2 separate regions of the Macaca mulatta genome follow, and region 1 is linked to region 2. A link is a contact called in public Hi-C data. All regions are on one chromosome and are shown on one strand. The core of a region is the stretch at or near the end of the contact, and the rest is flanking DNA. Distances in the headings are between cores, read along the strand shown.

What was found. A called contact is a pair of places that touch in the nucleus more often than the background predicts.
Region 1: a contact with region 2 is called in a Hi-C map of liver, with 4 times the contacts expected there. The contact joins the promoter of NXN here to the promoter of MRM3 in region 2. A contact is called at or near these places in 6 of 14 Hi-C or Micro-C datasets (CD4 T cells, blood, fetal cortex germinal zone and 3 more).

Annotation. Positions count from the first base shown.
Region 1 is chr16:2,519,417-2,524,124 of T2T-MMU8v2.0, reverse strand. It overlaps NXN (nucleoredoxin), which reads left to right and starts at 3,119. Exons shown (of 8, transcript XM_015118170.3): 1 at 3,119-3,594. The coding sequence starts at 3,235.
Region 2 is chr16:2,324,715-2,329,217 of T2T-MMU8v2.0, reverse strand. It overlaps MRM3 (mitochondrial rRNA methyltransferase 3), which reads right to left and starts at 3,082. Exons shown (of 3, transcript XM_077969734.1): 1 at 2,762-3,082. GLOD4 (glyoxalase domain containing 4) reads left to right here and starts at 3,156. Exons shown (of 9, transcript NM_001265952.1): 1 at 3,156-3,287. The coding sequence starts at 3,198.

The sequences.
Region 1 (4,708 bases), core at 1,870-4,369, 190 kb before region 2:
GCCAGATGCTGGTTTGGACACAGTCCAGTGGAAAGTGCTTTCCTGTAAAATAAGAAAAGTAAAAAACGGAACAAACCTCCTCTTTATATCAGACTTGCACCAAGTATACCAAAGTTAATACTCTAATAGTTGCAATATTTGCAGTCCTCCAAATTCCCTCTTCACCGGCTTCCGTACCAAATACCTTGCCCTTTGGCTGCCATGGCATGTAAATGCTGATAACCCTTTTATATTTCTTTAGTTTTCATAATTTTGAAAGTGTCGGAGTGTAGGACTCTAACACTCTTTCAATAGTGCCTAACCCATGTACCCAATGCATAGGCTTTTCAGATAGGATTTGGATAAGATGATAAAACACTGTAACCATTTACAGGATTTTAAATGATGTCTAGTAACTTTATATATATATATAAATATATTAAAAATATATAAATATATAAAAAATATAAATATAAATATATACAAATATATATAAATATATAACAAATATATAAATATGTATATAACATATATATGTTAGATGGAGTCTTGCTCCGTTTCCCAGCTGGAGTGCAGTGGCGTGATTTCCGCTCACTGCAAACTCCACCTCCTGGGTTCACGCCATTCTCCTGCCTCAGCTTCCTGAGTAGCTGGGACTACAGGCGCCCGCTACCATGCCCGGCTAATTTTTTGTATTTTTAGTAGAGACGGGGTTTCACCGTGTTAGCCAGGATGGTCTCGATCTCCTGACCTCGTGATCTGCCCACCTCGGCCTCCCAGAGTGCTGGGATTACAGGCGTGAGCCACCACGCCCGGCCTAATAACTTAATATATATGATACGAGTAGCTTTAAATGTTTTCACCAAGGCTGGGCGGTGGCTTATGCCTGTAATCCCAGCACTTTGGGAGGCTGAGGCGGGCGGATCACTTCAGGCCAGGAGTTTGAGACCAGCCTGGCCAATATGGTGAAAACCCTGTCTCTATTAAAAATACAAAAAATTAGTCGGTGCATGTCAGTAATCAGAGCTACTTGGGAGGTGGTGCATGCCTGTAATCCCAGCTACTTGGGAGGCTGAGGCAGGAGAATCACTTGAATCCGGTAGGTGGAGGTTGCAGTAAGCTGAGATCGTGCCACTGCACTCCAGCCTGGGCAACAGAGTAAGACTCTGTCTCCAAAAAAAAAAAAAAAAAAAAAAAAAAAAAAAAAAAAAAAGATTTCACTAAAAAGTGATGCTGTGTGTGTTTTAGAATAATATTGTCCCTAGAGTGGCACGTACTTTCAGCATGACAGTCTCCTAAGAATTAAGGTGGAATTCGACTTTACAGTAGGATTCTAGCGTGCTGGAAGGCGGTCCTCCATCTAAGATCTTACCTGTGTCATGAGCAATACTATCAGGTGACTAAGGAAGTGGATATAACTGGTAGAGACACCAATCCACTTTCTGCTCTCATCTGCACCTCTCCCACCTGTTTTATATGGTAACATTTCACCGAGCTGAAACCCTGCACCATTCCTTCTTCTACCCTAGAAAAACGGAGAACCTTCGATGTGAACGCATATGTTTTGTGCCAAAAGCTTGAAGTTATATTCTGAGGTTTAAATTAGCTCCCGCAAAGCGTCCTGTCATTTGTATATGTGGAAAGCTGCTGTAAAATAAAAGCATTGTGCCTGGTGTCCCGGCAGTGTCTTTTCACAGATGGAGTTTGTTCGGCCTCATTTTTCACTCTTTCCATTAGGTGGCGATGGATACCCGGGAAATACTCTCCAAAGCGCGGTGGAAGCTCTGAGGGGCGGGTTTTCAGCTTTTATTATTTTGCTTTCGCTGAGTCGTTAGTAGCTGATCCACACTGGCGGCCTGTTATTGTGGATGGGCTCGGATCTGCACCTGCTTCGTTCGCCTGTGGATTGGGTTGGGGGGAGGCGCTGGGTGGCCCGAGGACTCGCCACGGACCACCTGTTTTTTGTTTGTTTGTTTTGTTTTGCTTTGTTTTGAGACGGAGTCTCCATCTGTCCTCCAGGCTGGAGTGCAGTGGCGCCATCTCAGCTCACTGCGGCCTCCGCCTCCCGGGTTCAAGCGATTCTCCTGCCTCAGCCTCCCGAGTAGCTGGGATTACAGGTGTGCGCCACCACGCCCGGCTATTTTTTGTATTTTTAGTAGAGGCGGGGATTTCACCATATTGGCCAGGCTAGTCTCGAACTACTGACCTTGTGATCCACCCACCTTGGCCTCCCAAAGTGCTGGGATTACACCGCGCCCGGCCCAGACCACCTGTTTAATCCAGTTTCTCCCTAAGCATCGGGGAGTATCCTGCCAGCTGGCAGGGGAAAAAAAATCTCTCGAAATGTTCTCAACTATCCATAGACTTGCCATAAGGATGGAGCGGATTCAGGAGCGCGGCCAGCGTGGGTCTGGAGGCCCCGTGGCGTCCTCTGCATCCATTTGTGGGGCTGGAAGACAGATTCGCTGGGGGCAGTGGCCCTGGCGACCCCTGGACGGAAATCCCACACTGCGACCTGGCACCCTAACCGGACCCCACCAGAAGCGTCCTCGACCCCCTTAGAACAGCTTGAAACACACAGAAGAGTCAGTGTCCAGCCAGGCCCGGCCTGATGCAGTGAGCACGGCGGGTTCTAGAAGCATCTTAGGGTCAGTGGGGCCCGGAGCGGCCTAAGGGTCAGGCTTCGTGCAGGGAGAGGAGTGGGGAAAGGCCCGGGAGGAACAGGAAGGGGGTGAGGAGCTCCGCGGGGAGGGGGCGGGATCCCTGGAGAAGGTCTGGAGGGAATTTAGAATCCGGGAGTGGAGAGAAAATGCGGGCCGGGCTGCAGCCCGGGAAAGCGCTGGCTCAGCGGGTCCTTCTCCTTTCTTCACTTCAGCTTCGGGCTTTCCAGGGAGAGTGCAGCGTTTCGGGTCCGGCTTCTCACCCAAGCGGTGACCCCGCACACCGCGGCCGGCAGCTGCGGACCCCGCCTGGGCAGAGAGCTCGGGCCCGGCCGGCCGCAAAGGGGGCGTGGCGAGCGTGGAGGGGCGTGGCGAGAGCGGGCGGAGGGGGCGTGGCGAGAGCGGGCGGAGGGGGCGTGACGAGGGCCTCTGAGGGGGCGTGGCGCGGGCGGGCGGAGGGGGCGTGGCGTGGGCGGCCCTGGTGGGCGGGGCTCCGCTCCCCCAGCGCTCGCCGCCGCCGCCGCCGCCGCCTGCTGCCTCCGCGCGGACCGTGGAGCGGGGTCGCAGCCGCCCGACCGCCCTGCGGTGGGCCAGGATGTCGGGCTTCCTGGAGGAGCTGCTCGGCGAGAAGCTGGTGACGGGCGGCGGCGAGGAGGTGGACGTGCACTCGCTGGGCGCCCGCGGCATCTCGCTGCTGGGTCTCTACTTCGGCTGCAGCCTCAGCGCCCCCTGCGCGCAGCTCAGCGCCAGCCTGGCCGCCTTCTACGGGCGCCTGCGGGGGGACGCGGCGGCCGGGCCGGGGCCGGGGGCGGGGGCCGGGGCGGCGGCGGAGCCCGAGCCGCGGCGGCGCCTGGAGATCGTCTTCGTGTCCTCGGACCAGGACCAGCGGCAGTGGCAGGACTTCGTGCGGGACATGCCGTGGCTGGCGCTGCCCTACAAGGAGAAGCACAGGAAGGTGAGCGGCGCGGGCGTCGCCGGCCCCTGCCCGCCCACACCCCCTTACCCCTGCCCCCCCCACCCCCTTACCCTGCCCTCCCCCAAACCCGTTGTCCCCCTGCCCGCCCCCCGCCCCCCGCCCCACTGACTCCTGCACCCCCGTCCCCCAACCCACTGTCCTCTCCCCACCCCCCACCCCACTGCCCCCCCCCACCCCGCCGTCCCCTCCTCTGCCCCTCCCGCTCCGCGCTGAGCCCGCACCCCCATCCCAGGACCTCTCTCTGGCTCGGGTGCTGCGCTGCGCCCGGCCTGGAAAGTTGGACCCGCCTCGGCCCCTGGGACCCCGGCTCGAGCCCCTCCGTCCTTACGCGCCGGGAGCCTCGGGTGGGGGCGGCTGCGACCCCTTCACCCCCGAGCGGAGGCGCCGGGAGGGGCCCCTTCCTGCTTCCGCCGCCGACCCCCGTGGATTCCCACAGTGGGGAGGGGAGGGGAGGGCGCGCGCCCCCCGCCTGTGGTGCCCAAACCAGCACGTTTCCTTTCTTTCCGGGAGAAACCTGCTTTCCCCGGGGACCGGGGACCTGGGGGCCGAGGCCCAGGTCAGGAGAGGCGGCCGGTGACCGTGGCCGTGGCTGTGGCCGAGAAGGGCGCTCACGGCTCCGTCTCCCCCGCCCCAGGCCGAGTTCGCGGCCACCGGGGAGCTCTGCATTGTCTGGTGGTCCAGCCTCCTCCCCAGACGCCTCCCGGGCGCGGGAACAGCCCGGGCCGTGCAGAGCTCAGCTGCGTGGTGGCCCCTGTGGTCCCGGCGATCTTCGAATTGAGGGCTGAGCTGACCCCGTCGATGCACATTGACTGGAAGGAGGACTTGGGGAAATGGATACTTTGCTGTCAACTTCTCGTGCCTCCCAGTTTGCTGTCGAGATGAGTTTGGGTTTCTGAGTGTGTCCCTTGGGTGAGGATGTCTGTCTCTTATAATACGGCACATCCAGGACATTTTCTAATGAATGGAGTCAGAAAAAGTTTTGGAGCGCTGTTGCTTCGTGAGTGGATCTGATGCAACGTGTGAATCCAGCCCCCTTCCCTTTTTGAGGAAAGCCTGCTTCTGGAGTGGACAGAAGGGCTATTCTGGGGGCGTT
Region 2 (4,503 bases), core at 1,833-4,332:
GATGTATCACATATCCACAGGTTTCTTTTTGAATCACCATGTTTCCTGGTAGAGGTGATAATGATAACCTTTTAGTAAACATTTAGTAAAAGATAAATCTTTTAGTAAACATTTTTTTTTAGGCCAAGCACTACCTTAAACTCTTTATGTATCATTACCAAATATTCAAACCCTTTGTAGTCAGCTCCCAAGGGACTGTACAGATTTTTTGAATCTTACTAGTATTTTGTCATATATAATTGCTCCATCTACTGACTGACGTCAGGAGATGAAGTAGTACTTGTACTGAAACATGATACAATCAAAGATTTAGGATTCTTTCTAAAGACAGTGCAGGTAAAAAGCCTACCCACCACTGAAGGCAACGGAAGGGTATTAGGCGTCTGTGTGCTGTGAGAGAGCCTCCACTTCCGAGTCACAGATGGCCACAAGCCATTCAGTAGGGCAGGGGATCTTAGAAGTCCTTTACTTCTACTTGAATGTCTGTGGTGATAAGAACCCACCATACAGAGACCCTACTTACGTCACTGGATTCTGCAGAGTGTCTGTCTAAAGCCTGACAGGTGCTGCCAGTTCCTATCCATTTCTCCCTTATTCCTTGCCCTCAAATTATAAAGCCAGGAAATGATGAAAGCAGGTATAATGATGAAGTTCAAGATGGGATGGCCACTGTTAGCACACGTGCCCAAAGTGACAAGCTCAGTAAAAATGAATGACATGTTCACTGAAGCATCGAGTGTGGATTAGAGGGCTGTTTCTAGTGAGAATATGGTTACTTAGCATGAGTAATTCCAGGTACTTTAGTAATCCAAGTCCCCATCCTAGGATCTAAGAGTTCTGATTGTAGAGGCACAGATCCCTGTGACTCACTGGATTACAGAAACAAGAGATGGTCCCCAGTTCAAGGATTCAGTTTTCATATCTTAAATAAAACTCCAATGTCAAAAACGTATGAAAAACTTATCTTCTCATATTTAGACCAAAGACTTTGTAATTGCTAATCGACATTAAGTAAGATTAAGTTAGATTCAGCCAAATGAAGAAACAGACTAGAAGACAAGGTTCTCCGTTTATTGGGCTAAACAGGGCAGTATATTATGGCTTATACCTCACTTCTTAGATCTGCTTCTAGAATAAGGAATTTATTAACAGTGATCACCACATCAGCAGAGTTTTTGCAGAAATGAAGGGCTAACTCTTTTAGTAAACATTTTCTTAAGTTTTAATCTGACATAAAAAGTTGAAGACGTAATCTAAAAAATACAAGGTTTGAGGAATAGTGGTTCTTCCTAGAGATTATAAAGAGCCACAACACAAATGATAGTGAAAAACGGGTTTCAATTTCCATTGAAAATATTCTAAAATACACAGGTTTGAGAATTATGTTTTTCTTTTTTTTTTTTTTTTTTGAGACGGAGTCTCGCTCTGTCACCCAGGCTGGAGTGCAGTGGCCGGATCTCAGCTCACTGCAAGCTCCGCCTCCCGGGTTCACGCCATTCTCCTGCCTCAGCCTCCCAAGTAGCTGGGACTACAGGCGCCCGCCACCTCGCCCGGCTAAGTTTTTTTTTGTATTTTTAGTAGAGACGGGGTTTCACTGTGTTAGCCAGGATGGTCTCGATCTCCTGACCTCGTGATCCGCCCGTCTCGGCCTCCCAAAGTGCTGGGATTACAGGCTTGAGCCACCGCGCCCGGCCGAGAATTATGTTTTTCTAATTGTAACATTTTGAATTTCATTTCAATGAAATCTGCTGTCCTAAGACAAGTATGAGAAATTAATCCTAGGTCTCCACACCTTAAGATACACTGTGTAAGGCTGGGCACAGTGGCTCATGCTTTAATGCCAGCACATTAGGAGGCAGAGGCAGGAGGATCACCTGAGGTCAGGAGTTCGACACCAGCCTGGCCAACATGGTGAAACCCCATCTCTACTAAAAATACAAAAATTAGCCAGGCGTGGTGGTGCATGCCCGTAGTCTCAGCTACTCGGGAGGCTGAGGCAGGAGAATCCCTTGAACCTGAGAGGCGAAGGTTGCAGTGGGCCGAGATTGCGCCATTGCACTCCAGCCTGGGTGACAGAGCAAGACAAAAAAAAAAAAAAAAAAAGATACACTGTGTAATAATCACTGACCCATTATTCCTTGTGGTGTTACGAGGTCGGACCAATCCTTGATATCCTCAAATTTCACCTTAATGAGGCTGACACCTTTCAGCTTATCGACTGGCAGCTCCTTTAGGTATTCTAGACGGCTAAAGAAGAACATTTTTGGCACAGCTCCAGCCTTGAGAGCGTCTGTAATGAGCCTGCGACCTTCCAGCAGGATCTTCCCTTGTTTTTCCCGAAACGGCCTGGACTTTACTATTGTCATTACACTGCTGTAGATGGAAATAAAAAAACAGGTAACTATCAACATCCTTGTTACTAAGACACGCTTAGTTGTAACAGAAATAAAGAGCCAAGGAGAGGGCCGGGCGCGGTGGCTCACGCCTGTCATTCCAGCACTTTGGGAGGCCGAGGCGGGCGGATCACCTGAGGTCAGGAGTTCGAGACCAGGCTGACCAACATGGTGAAACAAAAACAACAACAAAGAGCTGAGGGGAAACAGAAGCTAATTCCAAAGACACTATTCGGCCCTCTGTGCATAATACAAAAGCCAGCGGGCTGTACTGGAAGAAGTCCTCCATCCGGAGAAGGAGGTTAAGGCTCCGCTGTGAGGCGGGAAGGGAAACGAGAACATTCGACAGGCTTCAAGACCCACATCACCTCAGCCTCCTGTCCCCGGGATAAGCTTTATCGTAGCGAAGCCCAGACTCTTGCCAGGTGCTGGGAGCGTGGGATGTGGACTCCTCAAGCGGTGATTTCTCTCGTTGCTCCTGGGCACTGGCCTCAGATGCTGCCTTGCGTGGCTGCTTCCCGGGAGCGCGCTTCCGTTCCACCACCTCTCCGGAAGGAAACACCACTTTCACTGCGCTCCGCCGCAGCGCCCGGACCCAGCGCCTCGCGTCAAGGTCCCAAGCCTGCACCACCTGCAGCAGCGGCCGCACGACAAACCTCGAGCGTCTCACCAGCGCCGCCATCTTCTCTGAGACCCGGGCTGCGTCACCAAGGCGCGCCGTCGGCGGCCAGTGACGTCACGGCCCGGGGCGCCCGTCGTGGGCGGGGCGGTACCGTGCGCGTGACGGCTGCGTGCGCGGGAGTCATGGCTGCTCGCAGAGCTCTGCACTTCGTGTTCAAAGTGGGAAACCGCTTCCAGACGGCGCGTTTCTATCGGGACGTCCTGGGGATGAAGGTGCAGGCCGGGTTCGACTGGGGCTGGCGCGCGAGGCGGGAACGGGCCCCCGAGCCGGCCCTGGCGGAGGGAGGGGAAGATGGGTGTGTCGTGAACCTCAGCCGGAGGGTGCCCGACCTTGGGCCCTGCGCGGAGTTCAGCTTCGGGAGCGGCGAGTTGCCGGTGGGGATCATAGGCCTTGGAGAGGGGCCTAACGCGATTAGTCCCCGCGGTGTGCCCAGCACGTCCTTTCGTTTAAGTCACTCGTAGATGTTTATTGAGCCCCGCCCTTGTGGAGCTTACTGTCTACCGGAAAAGACGGTAAATACACAAAATGACATATAATGCTTTCCAGTTAATATTTGTCTTTTCCGGTTTGGAGCCTTTGATGTAGGTAAAACCAGCATATTCAGAGTTCTGCTTCTGTCAGGGCTGGTCGGAGTGGCTCCACTCGGGTACTCAGTCTCTGAATCTGGGCTCCAACTCGCAACCCATCCCCTTTGCAACAGCACCCACAAGCAGTCTCTCCCCGGTCCTGAGAAGCTGTTACTGCAGGACTCGGTTGGGGAACTGGGTTTGGGGGACCTCCTTCGATAAGCCGGGGAGGTAGGGAGCACACCAGTAAGGAAGACTTGAAAGGTGCAAGAGGGCGGTTTAGTGTGGAGACGGTGCGGCAGACGGGGGTCTGAATTCGTCAGATCATTTTTAAAATATCTGCTGTTTTGCCGGGCGCAGTGGCTCACGCCTGTAATCCCAGCACTTTGGGAGGCTGAGGCGGGCGGATCACGAGGTCAGGGGATTGAGACCATCCTGGCTAACACGGTGAAACCCTGTCTCTACTAAAAATACAAAACATTAGCCGGGCAAGGTGGTGGGTGCCTGTAGTTCCAGCTACTTGGGAGGCTGAGGCAGGAGAATGGCGTGAACCCTGGAGACGGAGCTTGCAGTGAGCCGAGATCGCGCCACTGCACTCCAGCCTGGGTGACAGAGCGAGACTCCGTCTGCTATTTTTAGGGTACTACATTGAGTTTTGGCAACAAAGGTTCAAATGACCCTGATGGATACTCTCCATTAGAGCTCATGGCCTGGGTTGGGGTGGGAGTTGGAACTGGATTTGTACGTAGGTGATGGTAATGGAAGTCAGAATTTGATAGTGAAAAACCACAAAACTTTCGATAGCAGAAACCACAGAGCTGTCCCTTGTTAGTATTTCTTCGTTGATCCAAAGGTTGCTGTA